Regions from separate parts of the Mus musculus genome. Here all the other regions are linked to region 6. The links are chromatin contacts, called in public ChIA-PET, HiChIP or PLAC-seq and promoter capture Hi-C maps. All regions are on one chromosome and are shown on one strand. The core of a region is the stretch at or near the end of the contact, and the rest is flanking DNA. Distances in the headings are between cores, read along the strand shown.

What was found. Promoter capture Hi-C pulls out the DNA fragments that hold promoters and counts their contacts. ChIA-PET counts read pairs in DNA pulled down with a chosen protein or histone mark. HiChIP or PLAC-seq counts read pairs in DNA pulled down with a chosen protein or histone mark.
Region 1: an RNA polymerase II ChIA-PET map of memory CD8 T cells shows a contact between it and region 6, with 391 read pairs. The contact joins the enhancer-like site here to the promoter of Dars in region 6. A contact is called at or near these places in 5 of 39 promoter capture datasets (the HPC-7 cell line, cranial neural crest, hippocampal neurons and 2 more), 2 of 484 Hi-C or Micro-C datasets (B cells and nephron progenitors), 15 of 115 datasets of contacts at active chromatin or transcription factors (CD8 T cells, the SCID.adh cell line, bone marrow-derived macrophages and 11 more) and 2 of 9 other capture datasets (adipose tissue and liver).
Region 2: a contact with region 6 is called in a promoter capture Hi-C map of cranial neural crest. The contact joins the enhancer-like site here to the promoter of Dars in region 6. A contact is called at or near these places in 6 of 39 promoter capture datasets (the C10 cell line, cranial neural crest, liver and 3 more), 3 of 484 Hi-C or Micro-C datasets (CD8 T cells, bone marrow-derived macrophages and nephron progenitors), 19 of 115 datasets of contacts at active chromatin or transcription factors (the SCID.adh cell line, bone marrow-derived macrophages, craniofacial prominence and 12 more) and 2 of 9 other capture datasets (adipose tissue and macrophages).
Region 3: a contact with region 6 is called in an H3K4me3 HiChIP or PLAC-seq map of bone marrow-derived macrophages, with 4 times the contacts expected there. The contact joins the enhancer-like site here to the promoter of Dars in region 6. A contact is called at or near these places in 5 of 39 promoter capture datasets (the C10 cell line, cranial neural crest, hippocampal neurons and 1 more), 3 of 484 Hi-C or Micro-C datasets (bone marrow-derived macrophages, germinal center B cells and nephron progenitors), 2 of 115 datasets of contacts at active chromatin or transcription factors (the SCID.adh cell line and bone marrow-derived macrophages) and 2 of 9 other capture datasets (adipose tissue and liver).
Region 4: an H3K4me3 HiChIP or PLAC-seq map of bone marrow-derived macrophages shows a contact between it and region 6, with 3 times the contacts expected there. The contact joins the enhancer-like site here to the promoter of Dars in region 6. A contact is called at or near these places in 4 of 39 promoter capture datasets (cranial neural crest, embryonic stem cells, hippocampal neurons and 1 more), 2 of 484 Hi-C or Micro-C datasets (the G1E-ER4 cell line and nephron progenitors), 11 of 115 datasets of contacts at active chromatin or transcription factors (the SCID.adh cell line, acute myeloid leukemia, bone marrow-derived macrophages and 8 more) and 2 of 9 other capture datasets (adipose tissue and macrophages).
Region 5: an H3K4me3 HiChIP or PLAC-seq map of embryonic stem cells shows a contact between it and region 6, with 5 times the contacts expected there. The contact joins the enhancer-like site here to the promoter of Dars in region 6. A contact is called at or near these places in 2 of 39 promoter capture datasets (the C10 cell line and cranial neural crest), 1 of 484 Hi-C or Micro-C datasets (bone marrow-derived macrophages), 7 of 115 datasets of contacts at active chromatin or transcription factors (double positive thymocytes, embryonic basal ganglia, embryonic hindbrain and 2 more) and 1 of 9 other capture datasets (macrophages).

Annotation. Positions count from the first base shown.
Region 1 is chr1:128,764,827-128,768,956 of GRCm38.p6, reverse strand. No RefSeq gene overlaps it. Among named protein-coding and RNA genes, the nearest start is that of Gm23056, 120 kb to the left of the region's middle. Within about 2 kb of position 1,801, at least 69 of the 459 cell types and tissues checked have an H3K27ac peak or open chromatin away from gene starts, as enhancers often do. A contact at or near this core is called in B cells, CD8 T cells, the SCID.adh cell line and 4 more, where this site is marked.
Region 2 is chr1:128,801,236-128,805,093 of GRCm38.p6, reverse strand. No RefSeq gene overlaps it. Among named protein-coding and RNA genes, the nearest start is that of Gm23056, 83 kb to the left of the region's middle. Within about 2 kb of position 1,468, at least 37 of the 459 cell types and tissues checked have an H3K27ac peak or open chromatin away from gene starts, as enhancers often do.
Region 3 is chr1:128,711,270-128,715,033 of GRCm38.p6, reverse strand. No RefSeq gene overlaps it. Among named protein-coding and RNA genes, the nearest start is that of Cxcr4, 120 kb to the right of the region's middle. Within about 2 kb of position 2,138, at least 114 of the 459 cell types and tissues checked have an H3K27ac peak or open chromatin away from gene starts, as enhancers often do. A contact at or near this core is called in the SCID.adh cell line and bone marrow-derived macrophages, where this site is marked.
Region 4 is chr1:128,745,226-128,748,916 of GRCm38.p6, reverse strand. No RefSeq gene overlaps it. Among named protein-coding and RNA genes, the nearest start is that of Gm23056, 140 kb to the left of the region's middle. Within about 2 kb of position 1,531, at least 37 of the 459 cell types and tissues checked have an H3K27ac peak or open chromatin away from gene starts, as enhancers often do. A contact at or near this core is called in the G1E-ER4 cell line, the SCID.adh cell line, acute myeloid leukemia and 2 more, where this site is marked.
Region 5 is chr1:128,858,261-128,861,815 of GRCm38.p6, reverse strand. No RefSeq gene overlaps it. Among named protein-coding and RNA genes, the nearest start is that of Gm23056, 26 kb to the left of the region's middle. Within about 2 kb of position 1,590, at least 10 of the 459 cell types and tissues checked have an H3K27ac peak or open chromatin away from gene starts, as enhancers often do. A contact at or near this core is called in embryonic stem cells, where this site is marked.
Region 6 is chr1:128,415,170-128,418,811 of GRCm38.p6, reverse strand. Dars (aspartyl-tRNA synthetase) reads left to right here and starts at 1,396. Exons shown (of 16, transcript NM_177445.5): 1 at 1,396-1,660; 2 at 3,401-3,458. The coding sequence starts at 1,595.

The sequences.
Region 1 (4,130 bases), core at 552-3,051, 350 kb before region 6:
CTCATTGACTCACAGAAAACAGAGGTGAAAATAAAGAGGGGACAAGTTAGTAAATAAAGAAAGCAGCAGTGGGTAGGGGGAGATAGGAGAGAGCAACAGGGCAAACACAACCAAAGTATACGCTTTACAGAAATGGCATAATGAAACCATTATTATAGATCATTAACGCATGCTCTTTAAAAAGCTTGTTTAAAAGATCAAAGCGCCTGGTCTCTAGTTCTGCTTTAAACTGTCTGGTCTGAGAGGGACAACTGAGTTGGCTGTTTATTCTCATAAATCATCCACTTTTCCAGATCACTCCTTGTGATTCCTGAGTCATAACCAGTGGGGAACAGACTCACTCATAAACAGATTATGAAAATTCAACAGTTTAAAATCTAACAGGCCAGCCTACAGACTTGTCACAGATGAATGATACTCTGGGGTCATAAAACCATAACGGGCACACGGCGAAGATGACACCCTGCCGATCTGACTCCTTCCCTCCTTGGAAAGATGGCGATGTTTCCTCTGGGACCCACGGAAAACGCCATGCATGGTATGGAGTGTACCTGCTATCCCCAGCACTGGGAAGTAGAGACAGCAGGATCCCTGGGGCTAGCCAGGCAGCCTCCATACTCAAGGAGCTCCAGGTTCAGGGAGAGACAGTGTCTCAAACAAACAAGGTGCTTCATCCATGAGGAGCAATTGAGGTTGTCTTCTGACTTCCACATTCATGCGTAAATGTGCATGTACAGGCATGCCCACACAAACACGCACCAAGGAGATAAAAGACTGTACTCTGCTTTGACTAGATGTTGCAATACCTGCTCAAGCCATCCACGGCTCAGTCATGACTGAGAATGGACTCCAGGTTACAGAGTGAAACTTTCCTTTCATTCGGAAGGATTGTACAGCTGTAAATGTAACTTTCATTCGCCTGATGTAATTGTCATCTCTGTGGCTTAATGCCCGGTAAACCCTCACTTTCTAGTTCTTTCTGAACTCTAGCTGGCTGGTTCAACTAGCTGTTCTAGACCAAATTCCTCTCCAAACTGACTGATTCAATCTGGCTTCAATCTCAGCTTCTGACTGAGTTGCTCTGCTCTGCTTGGCCTCAAACTAACTTTGGTAATCTGCTCTCGTCTTCTAGCTCATTCTGTCTTCACCTGTGTCTCGCTGTTCTCTCTGAAACCTGTCTCTGTAAAACTGTCCTGGTTAAAAACTGCTTCTGAACTCCATGGACTGAAAGGCCAACAAATGAACTGCCATGAACTTGACTTCACTCCACTGGCTCTCAATAGACTGAAGTGACTGCTGCTCTCTCTGCACTGTTCTTAAGCCGCCTCTCATTTCTGCCTGCTCTTGCGAGAATTGGGCACATCCTATCTCTGACTCATTCTGCCAAACCTTTCTCTGATTTGTCACTTTGACCATCCCCTAATTAAACATCACTTTTGACCATGGCTGCTTCCTTCTACAAACTAACCTTACTTCATTGTTAGGGATTAAAGGTGAGTACTAAGGGTGTATCTATATTCCAGATCATATTATAATCCAGGGAATGCCTGCATTCCAGCCAGATCATATAGACCTTGGATGTTTTTGGATGTGATTCCTTACCAGAGCGACCATGTTGCTGGTTTAAAATTGCTCTACACACAGCCATCTTAGGGGCCGTGCTAAAGGGTAGTAGTCACTTTCACAAATGAAACTGCTAAGGGAAAACAAAGCTACCATCAGATGACATAGCACATCTCCATGCATAGTCGGTGGATGGAGTGGTATTGTTTCGTTACCCTTCTGGCTGCTTTTACACCAGCCTGCTTCCTGTCTGAGTCTTCTATGCAAAACCTGACCTTAAATTGGGCTGGCTAGTGCCAACTTAAAGCTTTGAGGTTTTCTCGAGTATTGAATACCACTTTTGAAAGGCTAGAAAAAAAAGAAAACAGGATGTATCTATCTGAGGTTCACGGGTACTTGAAACCTATGTTGTGAGGTCTTCTGCGGGGGCTAGCCACCTGATACAAGATTCTCCACGTGTGACCTTTCTTAAACACAGAGTCAAACGTGTGACTTCCCTACAGTCTAGCCTCATCGTTAAACAGATATCCCAGCTTCAAGCCTGTGCTCTTCATCTTGATAGACCATCCAAACCTCTGCCGCCCAGGGACTGTGTTTATGAAGCCATCTGCCTAGGCTCTCCAAGTCATGGCTCTGAGCCTAGCTGCTCGCAGTCCACTCTACACACAAAGGAAAGCAACTCTTCCCCCCCCCCCTTCCTTTTCTCTTTCTCCCTCCCTTCCTTGTTTGCTTTGGGGTGTGTATATGTGTACACACAAGCATGCAGAGGCCAAAAGTTGAAATCAGGTGTCTACCTCAATAACTCTCCACCTTAAAAAAAACAAAAAACAAAACACAAAACAAAACAAAACAACAACAACAACAAAAAAAACCAGGGCACTTTGTTGAACTCGGAGCTGCTGGTTTGATTTGGATAGACTGACTGGCCACAGGCTCCTCCTTGCTCCAGCTCCACAGTGCTGAGATTACAGGCACGTATCATTACCTCTAGCTTTTTTGTTTAAACACGAGTGTTGGCATAGAGAGCCCAGCTCCTCGTGTTTGCCTGGGTAGCCCTTTATTGACTGAACCCACTCCTCCCCTTCTTTTATACTGAAGTTCATGACACCAGCAAGGGTCAGTACCTTCTTTGGAATACAGGGACTCATTGATCAATGAAAAATAAAGAGACATTTATCTTCTCACATCCAGTTTTTAAAGCTATAATCTTCCTTTATTCCATGGTATTAATTGCAGAAATCGTTCAGAAAAACCAGTTCATCCGACTGATATTGCCACTGAACTTCTGATCTGTATTTTAGAAGCTTCTGGACCCTCTTTTGATCCCCCCTTACAGAAGTTTGGAAGCAAGTGTTGTATACAGTTTTCAGGAACATATGTCAAAGATATCATATTTTATATGTCAGAGAGGAAGGCTATGAAGCCATGCAGGAGGGAGGGAAGAAGACGTGGGGATCTCCTGGCTCTAGGCTTGGACTGTCTGGGCAAGTACTTTCAGTGCCCTCCTGGTGAAACCCAGCTGCCCACACAGAGTCAGAACAGATTTGACAAAGGTTAACCAACCATCTTGGGGGAACTTCTGTGGCCACTAACAGTTATCTGAAAACATGGGCCTGAGGTTTGTCATACCTTACTGGGAGACTCACAGTTCCGGGGACTATCAGTAGTGTCTGTCAGTCTGAGGAGCAGTGGGGATTTCCAACACTAGGGGATGAATGATCATTCCTTGTTGGTCAGGGTCCCCCAAGGGTCCCCTTATAGTCTTGTAAATGCAGCCCCGTAGCACCATTCTCCAGAGGAAGAAACAGGTCAGGAGAAGCAGAAAAGAAAGCGAGCCCTAAGTGCAAGTCTTCCATCCAGAGAACTGACCTGTGCATCCATGGCCTCATCTTTAAAACCGGGCTAGTAATCTCTGCCTAGCTGGGTTTTCAGAAGAGAATATATGCAATGGCACTTTAAGGATGTAAAAAGCACCAAATAAGTGAAATATGTCAACACAATGTTCATTTATGACACCAACTGGCCACCAGGAATGAAATTGCTAAAGTCACTTGTAGACATTTGCTGATGCGGTAAAAAATTCGAACAAACTAAAAGTCCACAGATTTCAGAAATGACTCAGTCAAAGGAGAGCTTGCTGTGCAAGCATGAAGACCTGATCTCAACCCCCAGAATCCATGAAGAGGAGAAGGAGGAAAAGGAGGAGGAGGAGGAGGAGGAGGAGGAGGAGGAGGAGGAGGAGGAGGAGGAGGAGGAGGAGGAGGAGGAGGAGGAGGAGGAGGAGGAGCCCAGTGTGATGGTGCATGCTTGTAAGGGCAGAGCTGGGGAGGAGACAGACCGTGCGCACTTCTAGGTATCAAACTCAGATCCTCATGTTTGTTCAGCAACTATACCAACTGAACCAGCTCCCCGAGCCTCACCTAAGCCTTCCTACCACCTTCCATAGGTTTCCTTATCCCTATTTGGTAGGAAAGTAACAGAATATAAACAAGATCTTACATTGCTTTTCATCCTAGTGTTAGTTATGTGGCAGATCCAGGGCATTCAACCTGTCCCCTTCAAAACCT
Region 2 (3,858 bases), core at 219-2,718, 390 kb before region 6:
GGTTAATCATTGTACGTTATGTTGTTGTCTCTAATGTATCCTTTTCCCTCTTTATGTTCTGTCTCCTTTGTCCTAAAAATAATAACAACCAACAAGGAAAGCTTAATTAAGAAAGCCATAAACTGAACCTTTTAAAGTGCACAGTTTAAGGGCTTTTGAGGCTATTCATGAAGTTGGACGACCCTCACTGCTCTTTCCAGAATAGTTTCATGACTCTCCCAGGTAAATCGAATTCACTGTAGATCACCCCCTCCCCCAACCCAGTTCCTCCTCCTTTCTCCTCCGCACCTGGCTACCACTAACCTACTTTCTCCACATTTGCCTGCTTGGGATAATGTGGAAATAGAATTGTACCAATGAAACATTTTGCTATGTCTCGTAAGTTCAAATTGCTCTCTCTCTCTCTCTCTCTCTCTCTCTCTCTCTCTCTCTCTCTGTGTGTGTGTGTGTGTGTGTGTGTGTGTGTGTGTTCATGCACGCGCGCACTCATGCATGTGTGCAGGTAAGCACAGTCTTGAAAGTCAAAGGTCAATATCTGATCAGCTGTGCTCCTCAGGGTTTTTTTTTTTAATATTTTATTTTATTTTATTTTATTTTATTTTATTTTATTTTATTTTATTTTTGAGACAGGGTCTTTCACTGAGCCTGGAGATTGGCCATTCTGCTAGAATGGCTGGCTAGCACACCCTAAAGATGCCCCAGTCTCTGCCTTTCCACTGCTCAAGCACTAAGGTTACAAGCATTTGCCACCACCAGCTTTTGTCCCCATGGTATTCTAGAGATGGAATTCCAGTCCTTGGGTGTTCATAGCAAACACTGTAGTACTTACTGGTCCAGCTCCCTAGCTCCTCTTTCTGATTAAAAGAAACTGTAGTGTAGCTGTGACCTGTGCCATAGGTCCTAGACACTGTCCCTGCGCCCCAGGCAACCCCCCAAGTCACTCCCCACTTCCCTGGAGACTCCAGATCTCTCAGCCACTACAGGGGGCTGCTTCAGATGTCTGACACCTTTTCCTGGGTGGTAGGAACCCCTACAGTGCCCTGAGAGCCAGATCCAGAGGAGAGTCTACCTTCTGCATGTGCCAAGCCAGTTCTATTCCCTGGGGTCCTTCCTAAGAATGGCACAGACCCAGGCGTGAGATCCAGCCTGTCCTCAGTGCCGCCCACCCTCTGAGGCCTGCGGCTTTCATCCATGGCCAGGCATGTCTGCCTGGCTTCTTTCTCATTGAAAGCTGTTTTCTCCAGAGGGCTTCCTTGTGCTAAGAGGCTGGCCACCACCAGGCCGGTCTCCCAGCGGGCTGGGCTGGGTAAACATGGCCCTGTTCACAGTCTCTTCCCCTTTGCCATTCCAATGTTCCTCACCCGGGTGGCTTGGAGCCCTGCTTGGACATCAGGCGCAGAACACAGACAGCCCGAGCTTGTGCCTCTGTGGCTTTGCCTGGCTCCTCCTCCCTGTTCAGTTCCCAGAAAAATCCTTCTGCTCCCTGAGTGGGTCCAGCTGGAGGGGTGAGAAAGGAAGACTGTCTGTCAGACCCTCCAAAGGGACTTGCTGGAGCGAGGGGTGGGGAGCCAGCCTTTGAGGAGAGGACCACACAACTGGGCTTAGGGGAATTCACATCTTCTGCATGTCATTAAGTGGTGATGAAGGGGGTGGAGGATAAAAGCTAAAGCCCTGGGCTGGGAGGCTGAGAGGCTGGGAGGGTGGGAGTCAAACCCTTGGGATGAGAGAGAGGCTGAGAGACTGGGAGGCTGAGAGACTGGGAGGCTGAGAGACTGGGAGACTGGGAGACTGAGAGGCTGGGAGACTGGAAAAATTGCAGGATTGGTCCAGGACCAATCAAGTGGGAGAGGGACTGGATAGCCCCTCCTCTGAGTCCTGCCTGTCTGACATCCCTGCTCTGAGTCAGGACTCCCAGAAAGCATCCCACTGATAAGGCATTCATTCATATCTGACTTCCCTAAGCCTGAGATATACTCACTGCCATGCTAGATGCTGTCAATGTAGAAATGAGCCAGGCAGTGTGGCTCTCAAGGAGCTTGTGGTCCAAAGGGGACTAGGAAAAGCACTAGGAAAAGGGGGTGGGGGGAGAATTCTACCAGGAGTGGGTAGTAGAGAGATTTCAGTTGTTTGGGGATGGGGACAAAGGGAAAGAGGCAGACATAGATAGATAGATAGATAGATAGATAGATAGATAGATAGATAGATAGATAGATAGATATACAGACAGAGAGAGAAAGAGAGACAGAGACAGAGAGATAGAGGAAAAAGAGATGAGATAAAGATGGAGAGATGGAAAGAGAGAACAAGATATAGAAAGAGACATGGACCAAGATATTGGGATAAAGAGGTAAAAAGAGGAAAAGTTAGGGAGGGAGACAGAGACAGGAAGAGAAGGGAAGAAAGAGGGAGACAGGAAGAGCTGGAAAGAGGGAAGTAGAGAGATACATAAAGACAGATGGATGGAGATGGGAACAGAGAGAACTAGAAAGAAGGTGGTGGAAGGGGCAGAGTGATGGGGGGAGGCATTATGGGAGGAGAGAGAGGCTTCTACTTCAGGTCCTGCCTCCAGGTTCCTGCCTTCAGTTCCCACCTTGCCTTCTCTCAGTGATGGACCAACACTTGGAAGTGTAAGGTTAAATAAACTCTATCCCTAAGTTGCTTTGGTCATGGCATTTATCACAGCAGTAGAAGCCCTAAATAAGGCAGACAGGGAGATTGAGAGAGATAAAGACAGACAGACAGACACCCCACTGACAGAGATCGAATGGTTTAAGCAGAAACTTCCTATAGCTCTGGAAGTTGGAAGTGAGGACAGAGGCAGCAGCAGGCTTGCTTGCTTCAGAAGCAGCCTCTTAGCTGACAGCACCTTCTTGCTGTTCTCTCTCTCTGGTCTCTCTGTGAGCACTTCCCTGGTCTCTCCCAGTACGCCCAACTCTCTTCTATTACAGGGACACCAGCCCCATCAGAGGAGAGCCCACCCAAGACCATCTTTTTTAATCACCTCAAAATTTAAAGCCCAAACACCTGGCATTGGGCTGTTGACAAAGAACTGAAATTGTTGTCTTATAGCTCTAGAGACTCGGGAGGGAGTCGGAGATAAAGGGACTGGTAGGTTCGTCACAGCTCATTCTCCACCTCCAAGATGATACCTGAGCATCCTTGGGAGTGACAGACCCTGTTCTCACAGAGGAACAGATGGAACGTATTTGCTTTGTGTTAAAACTGAGTTCATGAGGGAGATCCTAGTGGCCATATCCTTTCCTCATGCTTTCCTGCCTAACACAATCACATGCCTATTGTGTTTCAGCACCTGACACTTTTGGGGGTTCATCGTAGACCCCACTATTACTATGGTTAGTAGGGTCAGAGCCTATGCTCTGGCATCTCCTAGCCCACCTGTCCTGAATAAACCAATTAAAACACAAGTTACACTGAAAAGCCAGATTGGGAAGAGGAACAAGAGGTCCAGAGACACCACTCCCTTCCATCTACCTTTGGGGTCCTGACATGAATGTTACACTTAAATGGAGGGCAAGAGACATGCATAACTAAGCATCCCTGGTCAAGATGTGGTCCTGCCCCTCGCTGACACAGGCAGCAGCATCTCCACTCTAGTCTCTCCTTCCAGGTTCTCTGACAAGTTATCAGAACTGTGTGAAATAACTTCCTGAGAGACAATTTTCTCCTCCAGCTGGCACCAGACTTCAGCCTTTCTCTTCCTCAGCACAAATCTCATGAAAAAAAATTAATTTCTTGGGGTTCATTGTTTTTATAGTTTGATAGCCAAAGGGAGGAACATAAGTGCCTCTTTAGGAATCTTCACTCCTGCCAAGAGAGCCACGTCATCTTCAACTACAC
Region 3 (3,764 bases), core at 889-3,388, 300 kb before region 6:
GGATTCTGGGTTCAGGTGGCTTTCCCTGTGATGTAATACCGTACATATGTGCATAAGCATAAATGCAGAGAGGAGAGGGAGAGAGACAAGCTCACTCCCACTTACGACTCAAGTTTCTCCAGATAATATTAATTGATCTCGAGAGAGCTTTGCAAGGGATAAAATGTCAGGGTGAACAAACAGGGGCTTGGGGTGACAACCCTTTTTGTGAAAATAGTAGTCATTAAAGATCAGGGAAGCTAGTGTCTGGCTTGGCTGGAATTTAGCCAGCATTTCTTCTAAGGCAATTTTTAGGTTAGTGCTCAGCCTTATAAATATGTCCAATTAGTTCACTGGCAGCCACGAGGTGGAACGAGTCTGTTCCTCCTCGAGCAGTGCTTCCATCGCAGGCAGTGAAGGCAGCAGAATTCCAATTTGGAGGTCTCCAATACGCTATGGCCAGCCTGTCATTGAAGGGACAGATTTCAGGTTGTGGTTCCCAGACTCACATCCGAGACCGTCACACCCAGGACCTTAATCATATGCCCATCCAACCGTGTCCAAATAACCTTGCTTTAAGAACTCGCCCCTCATGACTGATGGAGATGAGATTATAACAAATGGTGTTAAGTAACTTGAGGAAGCCCTCACCACACACTACTTGCTAAATAGCCCGGACAGAGCAGAGCCCAAGAGTATAAAGACCGTTAAAATTGTGGTGGCTGATTATTACTTGGAGTGTAAAGAGGCAGGGGCAGAGATGGATGACCCAAAAAGCATTTCATTCTGACTCACTTTGTAGTGTGTGTGTGTGTGTGTGTGTGTGTGTGTGTGTGTGTGTGTGTGTGACCTCTTAAAAGTTCCACCGCCCAACGTTGCCAGACTAGAGAGCCATTCTTTACCATGCATACCAAATGTAGCCTGGGCTACATTTAAGATAGAAACAATAACATCAAATCCACAGAGAGCCTAAGCCTGTACTTCCAGCCAACTGTGGCCTCTGTGTTTCTGAAATAGGGCTAGGTCATATTTGAAGTCTGGCATAGATAGCAACACAATCAAATTTTTACAACATATTGTGTGTGCAACATGTATATTGTAATGCATATATATGTGCATATAATGTGTATATGCATATATGTTACATAAAACTGTTCAATGATTTTCTAGCTATTATATATACAAAAGTATTTTAGACATATCAATTACATTATTAAAATTGCTTCCATCTGTTTGATTTTTAATCAATGTGACAAACAGAAATTTTTATAAGATATGCATGTGGTTGACATTTTTATCTCCCATACTAAAGTTTAGTATGGTTTGGTTTGGTTTGGTTTGGTTTGGTTTGGTTTGGTTTTGGGACAGCATCTCACATAGCCCAGGCTGGCCTCAGACTCACTATGTATCTGAAAATGACCTTGAATTTCTGGTCTTCCTGCTTCCACCTCCTGAGTTCTAAGTATGCATCACCTCACTTTGCTTTGGGGGTGCTGGGGGCTGGAACCCAAGGCTTCATGCGTGCTTGTCAGCACTCTACCCACTGAGCCCCATCTCCAGTCCAATCTGCTAATATTTTAACTGACTCGACTTGTTTATGTTCAGCCTTTTTACTTAAATAAACTGAAACTTTTGCCAGGCAATAACAAGCATGAAATCATATGTATGACATGCTAGTTAAGTATTGAAATAAGTACATAAAAAGATTCAGTCATATAGTATCTAAAATCAGCTTGTGTTTGGCCAGTAGTGTATAAAACTGTGTTTTGGAAACCATGAATGTAGTCTAAACTATATGACACAAAGAAAGGGGGAAATTACCACGCCACCCCCTGTCACTGCTATGATCCAGGGCCAAAGTAGATAGGGCCGTGCCTTCCTCTGAGAGTAAGGTGGGGCTGAACTATCATGGGGTACCTGGCTGTGGGAACAGCCCACACACAAACAAGCTTCCACGTCACTCACTGACCAGGACCGGAGATTGCATGAGTCTCAACCCAGAGGGCGTGGTGTCTGGGTTTCCATTCTGCACGGACATTTCACAACGCTGGGCCAGGAGGAAGTGGAGATGCCTTTGAGTAGCTGTGGGGCCCATGCTACAGGAGGTACAGAAAAGCATTCTGGAAGATGTGGGAGGGTCCTTGCTGCATTCATCCAGCCTTGCTCCTCCCTCCCCTCCCAGCATTGATTCCTCAGTCCCAAATAGACTCTGAGCCTTGCTATGGCCCTGTAGCTAATGTGAGCAGCTCTTCGCCCAGCTCCAGGCTTCCCACAGCCCCAGTTGAGATGGCCTCCTGCCTGCCTTAGAGCCAGCCTGAGGAGAGCCAGAAAAGCCAGCACACTGCCCTGCTGTGCCCCGTGAGGAGTCACTGGGCCCACACCTATGGCTACCAGTGTTCTTCAGTCCCTGTGAGTGATGTAAGAGACCAGGAGGGAACAGAGACTGATAGACACCTATCCTCATCCGCACCCCGATTCCTAACTTCCCTCCTTAAGCAGGCCTAGGTACGTTTCTGCTTTTTTGTTTTGTTTTTCATTTTTTATTTTTTATGTTTTATGTTTTGGTTGGGGAGGATTTTTTTTGTTTTTGTTTTTCTATTTTTTGTTTGTTTATCTGTTTATTCTATTTTGGTCCAGATCTTAAATATTCCACACTGGCTTCAAATCATTTTGCAGCTAAGGATGACCCTGTATTTTCCATTCTTCTGCCTCCACCTCTTGCATACTGGGGCTATATAGAGGCTTGGACCACCACATCTGATGTATAAGGTGCTGGGATGGAACTCAGGGCCTGGTGCATGCGGGGCAAGCACTCTACCAACTAAGGTTCATCCCTAACACAGCCCCTGGAAGGTCACAGGCAACATGTCTAACTTAAAATGCTTCTGGGATTGGAGATTTAGCTCAGGGGTAGAAGACTTACCTAGCAAGGGCAAGGCCCTAGTTTTGGCGCTCAACACCAGGGCAGGACAGCTCCAGAACCTCTTTACCTGAGACAAAACAGTAAGAATCCAAACAGTTCTGTGTTCCATCCCTGTGCAAATGACAACGGGATTGAACGGTCTGCTGTGGGCTGATGGAATGAGTCTCAAATGCCAGGTGGTACACCCTGCCCTGCCATTTTAACCATTCTGTCAAGAGACACAGTCAGAGACATTAAGTAACTACACAAGAACAAGATTGCACAGCTCTAGGTAGCATTACTCGTGTATCCCGCTCCATCACCTTCTGTATTCCCAGTAAAGGGTAAAGGCTATCAGAAAGCAAGAGAGGCCACCGGTAGGGTACCAGGGCAAAACAGATTTAATGCAGCTGCCTACCCATCCCCGGAGGATGAACATAAAGGGGTGGGGTAGACCAGCACAATGGCAGCTGGCCTAGTGGCTTCTTCTCATTTGTCCCTCTTATCACCACAGTCCCACACTCAGCTGAATCTCCTCAAGGTCATCTACTGAGCACCTATCCCCAGGGTTCTCTGACTGGCTTTTCAGGGTCTGTACAGTTGACAGCTTGAATGTGACAAGATCAGAGCTGAAAACAGAACCCCATAACTGAGTCTCAGACAAGCGCCAGTGGCCATCCCAGGGGACCCTATGATGGATGGCCCTCTCTCAGAATGTCTCGGGGGACAGCTAGAGAGAGCTGAGGTCTGCAGAGCCTCACCGTGTCTGACAGGAGGTCAGCTGCTGTTTTAATGATGGCCCAGTGCCAGCCACCTCTCCCTTCTCAGAAGCTCACATGGAGGAGGCCTGTGTCTGTTTTGAGATAGACAACACACACTGTGG
Region 4 (3,691 bases), core at 282-2,781, 330 kb before region 6:
ACGTGTTCTTTCAGCATGACCGGAGAGAAAGGAACACTAGCACAATCCTACAGTGGGTAATTCGCCCTTTCCTCCCGAAACTATGTATGGAACTTACTCCAGCTCTGGGTGTGTAAATAGCCCCAAGGAACTCCCACACAGATTTACAAGTCATGAGAGGAGGTTCATTCAAACCTGATTTGCATTAGTGGCCACCTAGGGCACTCAGCCTGAGGACTGGACCATCAAAATACAGAAGGAAGGGATGCAACCCGACACACACTGTTGAAAGCAATAGGCTAGAAGTCCGTGTAATGAGATGCATCAACGCTGGTGAGCACAAAACTCTGGGTTCCACTCCCAGCAATGTATAGTTAGGTGTGGTGGGGGCGTGCCTGTAATCCCAGCACCCAGAAGGTGGAGAAGGGAGGATCAGTTCAAGAGCATCCTTGGCTACAGAGTGGATTCAAGGCCAGCCTAGGCTACATGAAACCCTGTGGTGAAGTCAAAAGAAAAAGACAAGTCCCAAGGAGATGAAAAGGTCCTTACCTCCTGTGACGGCCTATGCAGAGGGCAACACAGGAGCCAGCACTGGCTCACTGCTGGCTAATCAGCCCAGAGAGGAAACCACGTGTCCTGAACATGAAGCTCCTGCCCTATGGAAAGTCATGGCTGCTGAGTTTTAGTGGGGAAGTGGCTTTGAAGTTCCATTCTCCCGAAGGCAGGTCTGCAGAGCCACCTGGAGAAGGCTGGGTGGAGGTCTGGAACCAGAAACCCTCTGAAGGGACACACTTGGTGTTGGTATCAGGACCTCTGAAACCTGTAACATCACATAGGCAACAGCACAACCTGCATACTTGTTGCCAAGGTAACAGACACGATATTCCCATAATCCACTCGGCTCACCTCCCACCTTTACCTGTGGCTAGGTCACTATCCATATATAAAAGGAAGGCCCCTCTGATCGACCTCTCCCTCCCCCTCCCCCACCTTCTCTTTCACCTTGCCCTTCTCTCTCTTTCTCTCTCTCAATAAACCTCACGTGGATCTGTTTGGCCTGGGGTGGTCTTTCTGGAGCTGCGCTGCGATCACAACACTTGGCCCAACAGTGCAGATATGGGCAAAGTCATAGGCACCAGAAGGTTGAATCTTTGTGGATATCCGCCTCCCATGTGCTGGCTGAGCACTGTGCCATCAGGGAGAGCCTCAGGACTCACTCACAGTCTCACCTGGAGGATTATTCACAAGGATTTGGCTAGAGTCTGTGACTTGGAAGTGTCTCCATTTGTCACGTGATGCAGACGCACATGGTGTTTTGCTGAGGCAAGACCCATGGGAGGACACGCGATGTTTGGGCAGAGTATAAATAGGACTCCATGGACAGTGATGGCACGCTTGCATAGCTCGGTTTGCAACACTTCCTTCTTCTCTTCCACTCTTCGTCTTTGCTGATCTCCATGCAGTTGAAAGATGCATGGCAGAGAACTCCGGGCATCCTGGCTGGTCCTGGTCGCTGTTCATGCTGATTTGGCAGAGGCCTGGCAGTTTCTGCAAGATCACGCCACCACTGCTGGTTCGTGTTTGCTACCCTGTCACTACTGAACTAGACTGCTGTATCCTGACAAACAGAGATTAAAATCACCCCCAAGGAACTACTTCTAAACAGGTCCACATCCCCTTGTGCTGTTTACCATCTTTTCTCTCCTACCTTTGAGATAGTGGGCTAGAACAGGGAGGGGGATGTCTAAGCGTTTGAGAACACTTATTAAAAGAAAATCTAAGCCTACAGATCAGCTTCCCAGTTGTTTCCTTCTAGGGAGAAAATGCTATGAGCTGCTCAGACTTACAACTTGTTCCTCTCAGGAACATGGGGAAGGGGCTTATATGAACCTGGGACTTCACCATCCCTGAACTGCATCCTGCCAAGAAGATGAAATTAACTGATCAGCCAGGGCCACGTCTCCAAGCCTGGCTCTGTAGCTCTGGCAAGACCTTTCCAAACTGCAGAAATGGAGACTGAGGGAATGGTAGGGTTTGTTTTTTATAAAAAGGGGAACAGATTGAAAGCAAGTAAGACACACAGTGGTGAGATGACTCAGCAGTTAAGAGTGCCCTCCAAGCCCCCTACAGCAAAGAAAAGCAAGAGAGGAGGCTGGAAAGTGTGCCTGTGGATTGGGGTATGAGGAAGTCCTGGCAAGAATCAGTTAAGTATTCTTGCAAAAGATCTAGATTTAGTTCCCAGCGTCCACACTAGCAGCTTACAACCACCTGTAACTCCTGCTCCAAGGAATCTAAACGCCCCCTTCTGGCCTTTGTTGGCCCTGCAGTCACACATGCTGTGAGAAAGAGAGAGAGAGAGAGAGAGAGAGAGAGAGAGAGAGAGAGAGAGAGAGAGAGAGAGAGAGAGAGAGAGAGAGAGAGAGAGAGAGAGAGAGAGAGAGAGAGAGAGAATGAGAGAGAGAGAGAATGAGAGAGGAACGGAGGGAGGGACGGAGGGACGGAGGGACGGAGGGAGGGAGGGAAATTAAAGCAAAAACATCACCACAATGCCCTTCATCTGGCGCTAGAGGGAAAGAATGGTTTTGTATGTTTTAAAATTGAGTCAATAATATTTTCTCTGGGCCCTAGAGTGACACTAAGAGAAACCAAAGCATCAAGTGTGAGACCTTCAGAGAAAGCTCAGTACAGCAATTGCCTTGAACACATTAGACCTGAGTTTGATCCTCAGAAACCACATTTTAAAAACTCCCTATGTGGTGGTGAGTGGTAACCTCAGCACTGGGGAGGAGGGCTCAGGTGGATCCCTGGCCAGTCAGCTGAGCCAGATCAACCAGTCCAGGCCAATGAGAGACCCTGTCTCAAAACAAGCCAGGTAGAGGCACCTGAGGACTAGCACCTGATGCTGCCATGCATACAATACCTCCGTGTGCATATTCACACAGTGAGAACAGGTCACACCAGCCAGCTTAAGGTCTTCTGAGGATGACAGACAGTGCGTGCAGTCATGAGGCAAAATATGACTATTGATATTATTATGCTGATAAGGGACAGTGTGTATGTGTGTGTGAGAGAGAGGGGGGGGGCGGAGAGGCAGAGGCAGAGGCAGAGACAGAAAGACAGAGAAAAATATAAAATCCTTTATGGACAAGAAGCCCTTCCACAGCCAAGTTCAAAGCAAGAAAGGAAGCTAGAAAGCATATCTATGGAATTAAGATATAAGAAAGTAACCAGAGAGTGACAAACGGAAACAGGCCAGGGAAGAATGCGCAAACAGTGGCCATGCAAGAGCAAGAGATGGGAGCAGATTTGCTTGTCCAAGAAGCAAAGAGTAAAAGTTGCTGGAAGCCTAGTGAGCTAGCTTTACCTCGACTTGATACAAACTCTAATCATCTGAGAGAAAGGAACCTCACTTGACAAAATACCTCCATAAACTGGGCCTTAGGCAAGTCTGTAGAGCATTTTCTTAACTGGTGATTGATGGGGTAGGGCCCAATTCATTATGGCTGGTGGTCCTGAGTCTTATAAGAAAACAGGCTGAGCAAGCCAAGGGGAGCAAGCCACTAAGCAGCAGCAGCAGCAGCTTCTACCCTGACTTCCTTCACTGATGGACTACAATGTAGAAGTGTAAGCCAAATAAACCCTTTCCTTCCCAACTTGTTCTCTGTCATGGTGTTTCATCACAGCAATAGAAACCCTAACTAGGATACCTACT
Region 5 (3,555 bases), core at 341-2,840, 440 kb before region 6:
ATGTACTTTAAATCAGGCTTGTAAGCTCACTTGGTTGTCTCTCTATCTTGGTAAAGGGAGACCCTAGCATGCTGGACTTCTGCAGTATAAAACACTCTTTGCATTTACATACTATTTGAATCCTGAGTATCATTCTGGGGTGAATCATGGGTCCTTGCAATAAAGGATGAGGAAAAGTGAAGTTATGTGTGTGTGACTCTGGGAAATGAGAGGGCAGTGTGAGAGACGGGAGAAACAACAGATCTTGCCCTTCAAGGATGGAAGGTAGGCAGTTCTAGGAAGGCACAGGAGACAGAGTCCTTTCTAACATATCCTGTACTATCTGTCCTTCAAAATAATTGCCCAATGCTTGCTTTGAAAACATGATGCCCTAGTTAGCTAATGTCAGTGTAGCACAGCCAGAGTCACCTGTAAAAAAAAAAAAAAAAAAAGATTCAGGGAGTGGGGGGTAGGGATGTGTTATTCAAGTATGGACATCACCGTTCCCAGGAAAGGTGGGACTAAGGATATAGCTAAGCAGGAGCCATCTACAAAGCAACCAACAAGCAGCTTTCCTCTATGGTTCCTGTTTCACGTTCCTGCTCTGATTTTCCTCTACAAGAGACTGTGAAATGGAAGTGTAAGTCAAACAAGCCTTTTCTTCTAACTTGCTTTTGGTCAAATTATTTTACCACAGTAACAGAAAAAAACAACAAAACAAAAAAACAGAACACAGGTTTGACCCCCACTCCCCACCCCCATGAGCTACCTAAGAAAAAGCTGAGCTTAGGTGGCACATATTTCTAAATCCAGCATCCTTGGGGAGGTGGGTATGGAGAATGGAGTTTGCTGGTCGGTGGCAATAGCTTACTTGGCAACTAACAGGCCAGTGAGAGACCCTGACTCAAAAAAAAAAAAAAGAATGGTGGCTAGCATTTGAGGAAGGACAGCCAAAATTTACCTGTGCTCTGGGCTACCCAGTCCCTTGTGGCCTCCACCCTCTGCTGGAGATTCCCAACCCAGGCTGCTGCTCAGCTGACCCCCATCCCAGAAGTACAAGTGTCCCTGCTACTGTGTGACTCACCACCAGCCCAGGAGACTGAGAGCCCCCAATGTGATTTAGAGCTGTGCAGGCTGAGTGTGTGGTGTAGAACCAAGTGTGAGAGAGGGCTTTTTAAAAGCCTCCACTTGCTAGACACAATGTTTACACTCTTAAGCCCCCTGTTAGCCTTCCACTCCCCCCAGTTTTCCTCATCCTGGTTTGAAAAGAAGACAACACCTTCAAATGAATCACGTCCTCTGGAGACGTTCGCTGCCCTTCTGTGCTCACAATCCCTTTTTGTCTTTTTTAAACCCAGATGAGACAAGTGTGGTATTATCCCTTTCTGTAATCAGGTTCCCCATGATGGCTTACTTAGCAAAGCCAAAAATCTGAGAGGAAGTACGCGCTTTAAACTGGGGTGAAGGGGAATTTATCTCCTTAGAGCAGGGTTGGTCCGTTCTCAAAATATTCATTACTACAAAGGCAAGGGGACGCTTGAGGATTTGCACTAATTGGGGGACGCCCGCCCCCACCCCAGTCAGCAGCTGGGAAGATTTGTTATGTTAATTAACAATACAGTTAGACAGCAAAGAAGCTCTGCCTAGACTGGCCCTGAAATACCCAGGGAATGGAAGGGGTGTGTCACTCCTTGGGGCTAAAGTTTCTGCCCCAACACCTGGGGATCAGATCGGGAGCCCAGAGAAGCAGAGAAACCTCCAAACCCATGTATGCACAAAAACACAGTGTCCACCCCAGCCGTGAAACCTACTGAGAGACCTGGGTCAGAAATTGCCTACAGAGGGTCCCCTGTTACCAGGAGACCTTCATATGCTAATTGGAGCCACCACCAGAAAGCTGTCCGGTGGCATTTGGATAGCATTTCACATCACCTTAATTGTGGGCTTCTAGGAAAGGGCTAGTGAGCAGAAAAGTAGGAAGCAGGGTTGGCAAAGTAATGCCAGGGAGAGTGCTGTTATTAGTGAAGTGGGGCCTCCAAATCTGCGAAGCTCTTAAGTGCACTCAAAAGCAGCTTGATGCCTCTACTTTAAGCCTCTGCATTTTTTTCCTGTGCCCAGAGAAGCCATCTTGCCTGCATACCTGTCTCCAGGAGTAGTAAAGACAGTTTGTGTGCTTGTTGCCTTTCCCTGTATTTCTGGGGAGGGCTCTTCTGCCTGGGCAGACTCTATGATTCAGAATTCCCATGCAGGATGTATACCAGAGAAGCCCCCTGTGGAGGCTTCTTATGCCTTGACTGGATCATGCAGGCAGCCAGAGTAGACACCAAGGCACAGAGATGCAAACTGGCTCAGAAACCCAGAGCTGCCGTCCTCCCTGTGTTCTTACCCACTGAAGAGTCTGATCCACTCTGGTGGAAGTAAGGTTTTCAGGAGAGGGACACACCCATCCCGAACACTCTGTAAAGATGATTGACTGACTGGTTCAAACTTCAATGACTGGAGAGCTGGCTGAAATGTTTCAGATCCAGAGCCAAATTATTCTGGTCTCTCATAGCCTCCTAAATAGCCATTGATTGCCCAGCTCAGTGTATGACTTAAGAATCTTGTGACTAATCGATACATCTTTTCAGAATGCACAGAGATCCATAGCCTCCACCAATCCAGAGGCTAAGCATGCCATGAGATAATATCTAAAGACTGTAATAGAGGGCTCCCCCACTTTGCTGTAGCCCGGTCACCTGGTGTTCCCACCATTGTATTTAAAAAGTGTCTTGATTTTAGTTTTTCTCTGTGTCTGCAAAAACTTCATGAAATTGTCACAAATGTTAAATTGTACATTTAAAAATGGGTGAGCTGTATAGTACTGGCTTGATGGCTTCAGAATGCTGGGTTTGTGTTGGGTTTGGTTTTTTGTGACAGTTTCATGAAACCCAGGCTGGCCTTGAGCTTACTATATATCTGGGGATGGCCTTGAACTCCTGACCTTCCTACCTTAACCTCCCGAGCTCTGAGATTCCAGGTGTAGTCTGCCATGCCCAATTTATGTGGTGCTGTGGATCAAATCCAGGTGTCTGTGTGCCAGGTGAGGAGTCTACTCACTCACCTATATCCGCAGGCCCCAGAGAGGTTTTTTAAAACATTCCAATATAGTTTATTTAATGGCATACAGAGAAATTTGTAACATTTATATCAAAGCCTGGAGTAGACTAAAGGCAGTTTAGAATGGAATACGAAAAACATAATTATCCTTTGCCTATACTTGAAGAGAAATAAAATACTAAAGTTTAAGAAAGGTATTAAATATTGAATTTAAATGAAATGCCAAAATAAACATTTCCAAATATTTAAGTAGAAAAATTGAATTTGTACTTTAAACATTTTTTTATGTTCAAATAAGCCTCTGCACAGGAGGTTTAGCTTTATTCTCCTGGAGGAGCCAAGTTGGAAATGGTTACACCTGACCTAGGAACATCCTGCTTAAATCCTTGATGATCTCTGTTAGTTACTGTTTTCGTTGCTGTGACAGAATACAGGACAGAAGCAATTTGTCATGGGAGAAGGGTTTATTCTGGCTCA
Region 6 (3,642 bases), core at 147-2,646:
CTTTTAGAAATGGAGCCAATTCAGATGCTTTCTGCATTGGAATCCCTTGACTATAATGGAATGTGCTATTGACCATAAGTATTCACTATCATTCCCTAAGGAATGAATACATTCTTCTGTTTTGAGCAAACAGTAGCAGATTAAGATGTGTCTCTTCTCGGCAGTCAGCCTGCGTCAAGTAGAAAGATCAGCTCAGGATCCTGGCCAGAACCATCAGTAATCATTTTATTGCCAATGGTTTATATAACGCTTAGCACAAAGCACATATTTATAACCACTGATGAGTTAATTGAACCATATTTTCCCCCACCTATAACTACATAGTAAACTACACTTCTGGAGCCACCATATCTATCTTACCTGGATTCCAGATCTAAGTAAAATCTTACCTGGATTCCAGATCTAAGTAAAGTTATTCCCAGAGAGCTTTCATTTGAGGGGATAAGGTAGGGTTGGGGAGGAGGGTCCAATTGTATCCTGTTAACAAGTATTGACCATGACATTTTATGTCAAGATAAGACACTACAGACAGCTAAAATGTGACAAAGACGGCTAAAGCTTGTGTCCAGCACCGGAAGTAGTATGTAATCAAGTCTTCAAATTTCATCCCAACAAACTTTTCCTTCTTGGTTGTTGTTTTAAGATAGAGTCTCACTACGCAAACAAGGCTGGCCTCTGCTTCCTGAGTGCTGTTAACTGCAGGCCCGAATTACCAAAGCCCACATTCAATAAAAACGACAGCATTTTTCAAAAGTCTAATTTAGGGAAGATTCACCCATTAGACAACCAACACTATACTATGCATTGCCTTTCACAACACAACAAGTCAAGGAAAACCTGTAGGCTATTGCTTTTAAAACAGTACTCCATCCTGCCTTAGGAGCCTACCTGCCTACCTCTAACACAGCATCCTGCCTTCCCACACAGAGCAGGTTGCCCAGAGACCTCCTCTGACCCAAGAGACAGGCTTCCACAGGGCAGTGAAGGCATCAATTCCAAAAGCGGAGATCCCAGCTGGCAGGACGCGAGACAAGCTGTCTGCCAGGGAGGGTGAAACAATGATACTCACCCCACCCCCAACTCCCTGTCTCTAAATATACAAGTAAGCAAGCTCGTGGTGTTTCACACTCTTAATCCCAGCACTCAGGGAGCAGAGGCAGGAGGATCCTCGTGAGTTCCAGGCCAGACAGCATTACACAGACCCTGTCTTTAAAATAATTAGAATTAAATTTAAAAAGAGGGACTCTGGGAGCAAGGGGAAGACAATTAACTGGAATGAAGTTAGACCAAGAGGGTAGGTATGTCAAGAGGCTCTGCAGGGAAGATTCCTCGGAGCCTATCCTGCGAGACCACACCCACTTCTGGGCCACGCCCCATGACTCCCGTGGGCGGGGCAGAGGGAGGAGCTGGCGGCGGCGCGCGAGAGCTCGCTGTGGCTCTCGCGATATTTCCGAAGCCAAGGTTCCACGCGGAGACTGGGGGCTTAGAACCCGGGCTGGGAGGGCGAGACTGTGCGGGAGGGAGCCGCTTCTTAGCCTGTCCTACGGAAGCCTGCGAGGGAGGGTGGTATCCACTCCCCAAATCCAGTGTCCTGATGCCCAGCACCAACGCCAGCCGTAAGGGTCAGGAGAAGCCGCGGGAGATCGTGGACGCGGCGGAAGTGGGTTTCCTCCTTTCCCCCCGGGTCGGGGAGTGCGCTGAGGGAGGGAGTGGGGCGATCCGGGCGCCGCTTCCGTAGCTCCCGTCAGCGCTTTACTCGCAGGCCGCGGCGTGGGGTGTCGCGTCGCAGGCCAGTGCTCCCGAGGACCCCAGGGGCCGTGCCTGGGCTCGCGGCCTCAACTACTCGGGACTGTTAACTCTTGGGACCGTGGCCTGGAAGAACCGTGTTCCTGGGGGTGGGGGGACAGGCAAACGTGGGCGCTCGCGGAACCGGAAGTAGCTGCGGCGAGGTTCACTCGAGCCTTCCTAGGTTAGCACGTCCTGCACGGAACACACCAGCCCAGTCCCCGGACATTTCTGATAAAGCACCACTAATCGATACCCTCAGCCCTCATAATGTTCTGGCCAGTAAAGACAGCCCTTTGCAGCACGAGCTGCCAGTGTATTTAATGACTTTTCCTTGTGACAGCTGCCAACACGTGTTATCTTGGTTTCCTTTCTCAGTGACTCTGTGAGGTAGGGTAGTGCAATTCCCAGAGATAACCCTCAGTGATCCATAGCACTTTGCAGAAGTCAAGGTTTGAAATCCTCTAAGTTAGGTGTTTGTAGTAATACTTAAGTCTTAATCTTTTCCTGGCTCCTAATTTTTTGGTGGAGGAATTCAGCATTTGCTAACTACATCATAACTCAGAATAATAAGTTACTATTTAGTTCTGCTGAAATGTGAGTACTAAATAGAAACAATAACACTTTTTTTTCTTATTTTCACCCCCCTTTGGTTCAAATGCACCACCTATTTATGGCACATACCATTATGTGACAGTTCTCTCATATTGAAGAAACAATTTCAACAAGAGAATGTAGAAGAACAGAAACTGTTTCAGACATCTTTCAAAACTACCTTGTTAAAAAAAAATTTAAGGAAATTATTTTTGTGTGTTAGTGTGTCTAATTGTATAAATTATCAACACACCATTGTAAGTAGTATAGGTATAAGATACAGTATATGGTAGACATTATAATAGAGTTCTATAAATAAATGGAAGGAACTTAAGAACATTGTAGAGGTAAGGTAAGATAAAATGAAAGACTACGTAACTGTTTAATAAGTGTAGTTTATAGCCTGAACTTCAGCTCCTCTTCCTAACTTACTCCATGAAATTTGATAATATTGCCATTCTCAAACTATGTAACCTGTTATTAGTTGTAGAAATAGGAGGCAGGTGAATTTTCTGGTCGTGTTTTACAAAAGGAAAGTTGTAGTTAGCGTGTATCAAACAGCTCCGATTTCTAACAAGTGAACATCTGGTGCTCAGAAACCTTACCCAAAGCGTTGGTTCTCTTTGAACACCTCTTCCTGTGATAGGAAGTTAATAAAACTGTAGGACTTCATCTTACTCCCTTCACAGGGCAAATTTATATCTCTTCTTTGAAGTAGATTAATCTCCCTTGGAATAAGGTAGTTAAGAAGCATTCTATGCATGTGTAAGTTATACCTGGGAGTACTATTATGCATGATATATCTATGCACATATGTAAATATAATAAATATATAACCAGAAACTGGGTGCTTTTTTTCTTTGTAGTAAGCACATACATAAGTGAACAAATTTCCATATTTAAAATGGCTGAGTTTAAAAGTGTACTTTTGGAAATTAATACAAATTTATTTGTAGTTCTAGGTACTTGTATTTATGTATTTAAATTAAAAGTCATTTTACCAAAAAATTTTTTTCCCTAGGATTATGCTAAAGAGAGATATGGGATATCTTCTATGATACAATCACAAGAAAAGCCAGGTTAGTATTTTCCTTGTAATTCTAGAATACTTCATGAAGTTTAAAATAGGGTTGACTAAAGGTTTATGGATGTTAACACACTCTGTAAATATTATCAGCCTGTAGGTCTTAATCTGGAAAAGAATATGTTTGTTTGTTTGTTTGTTTGTTTGTTTGAGGCAGAGTCTTGTGAATTAGAATTACC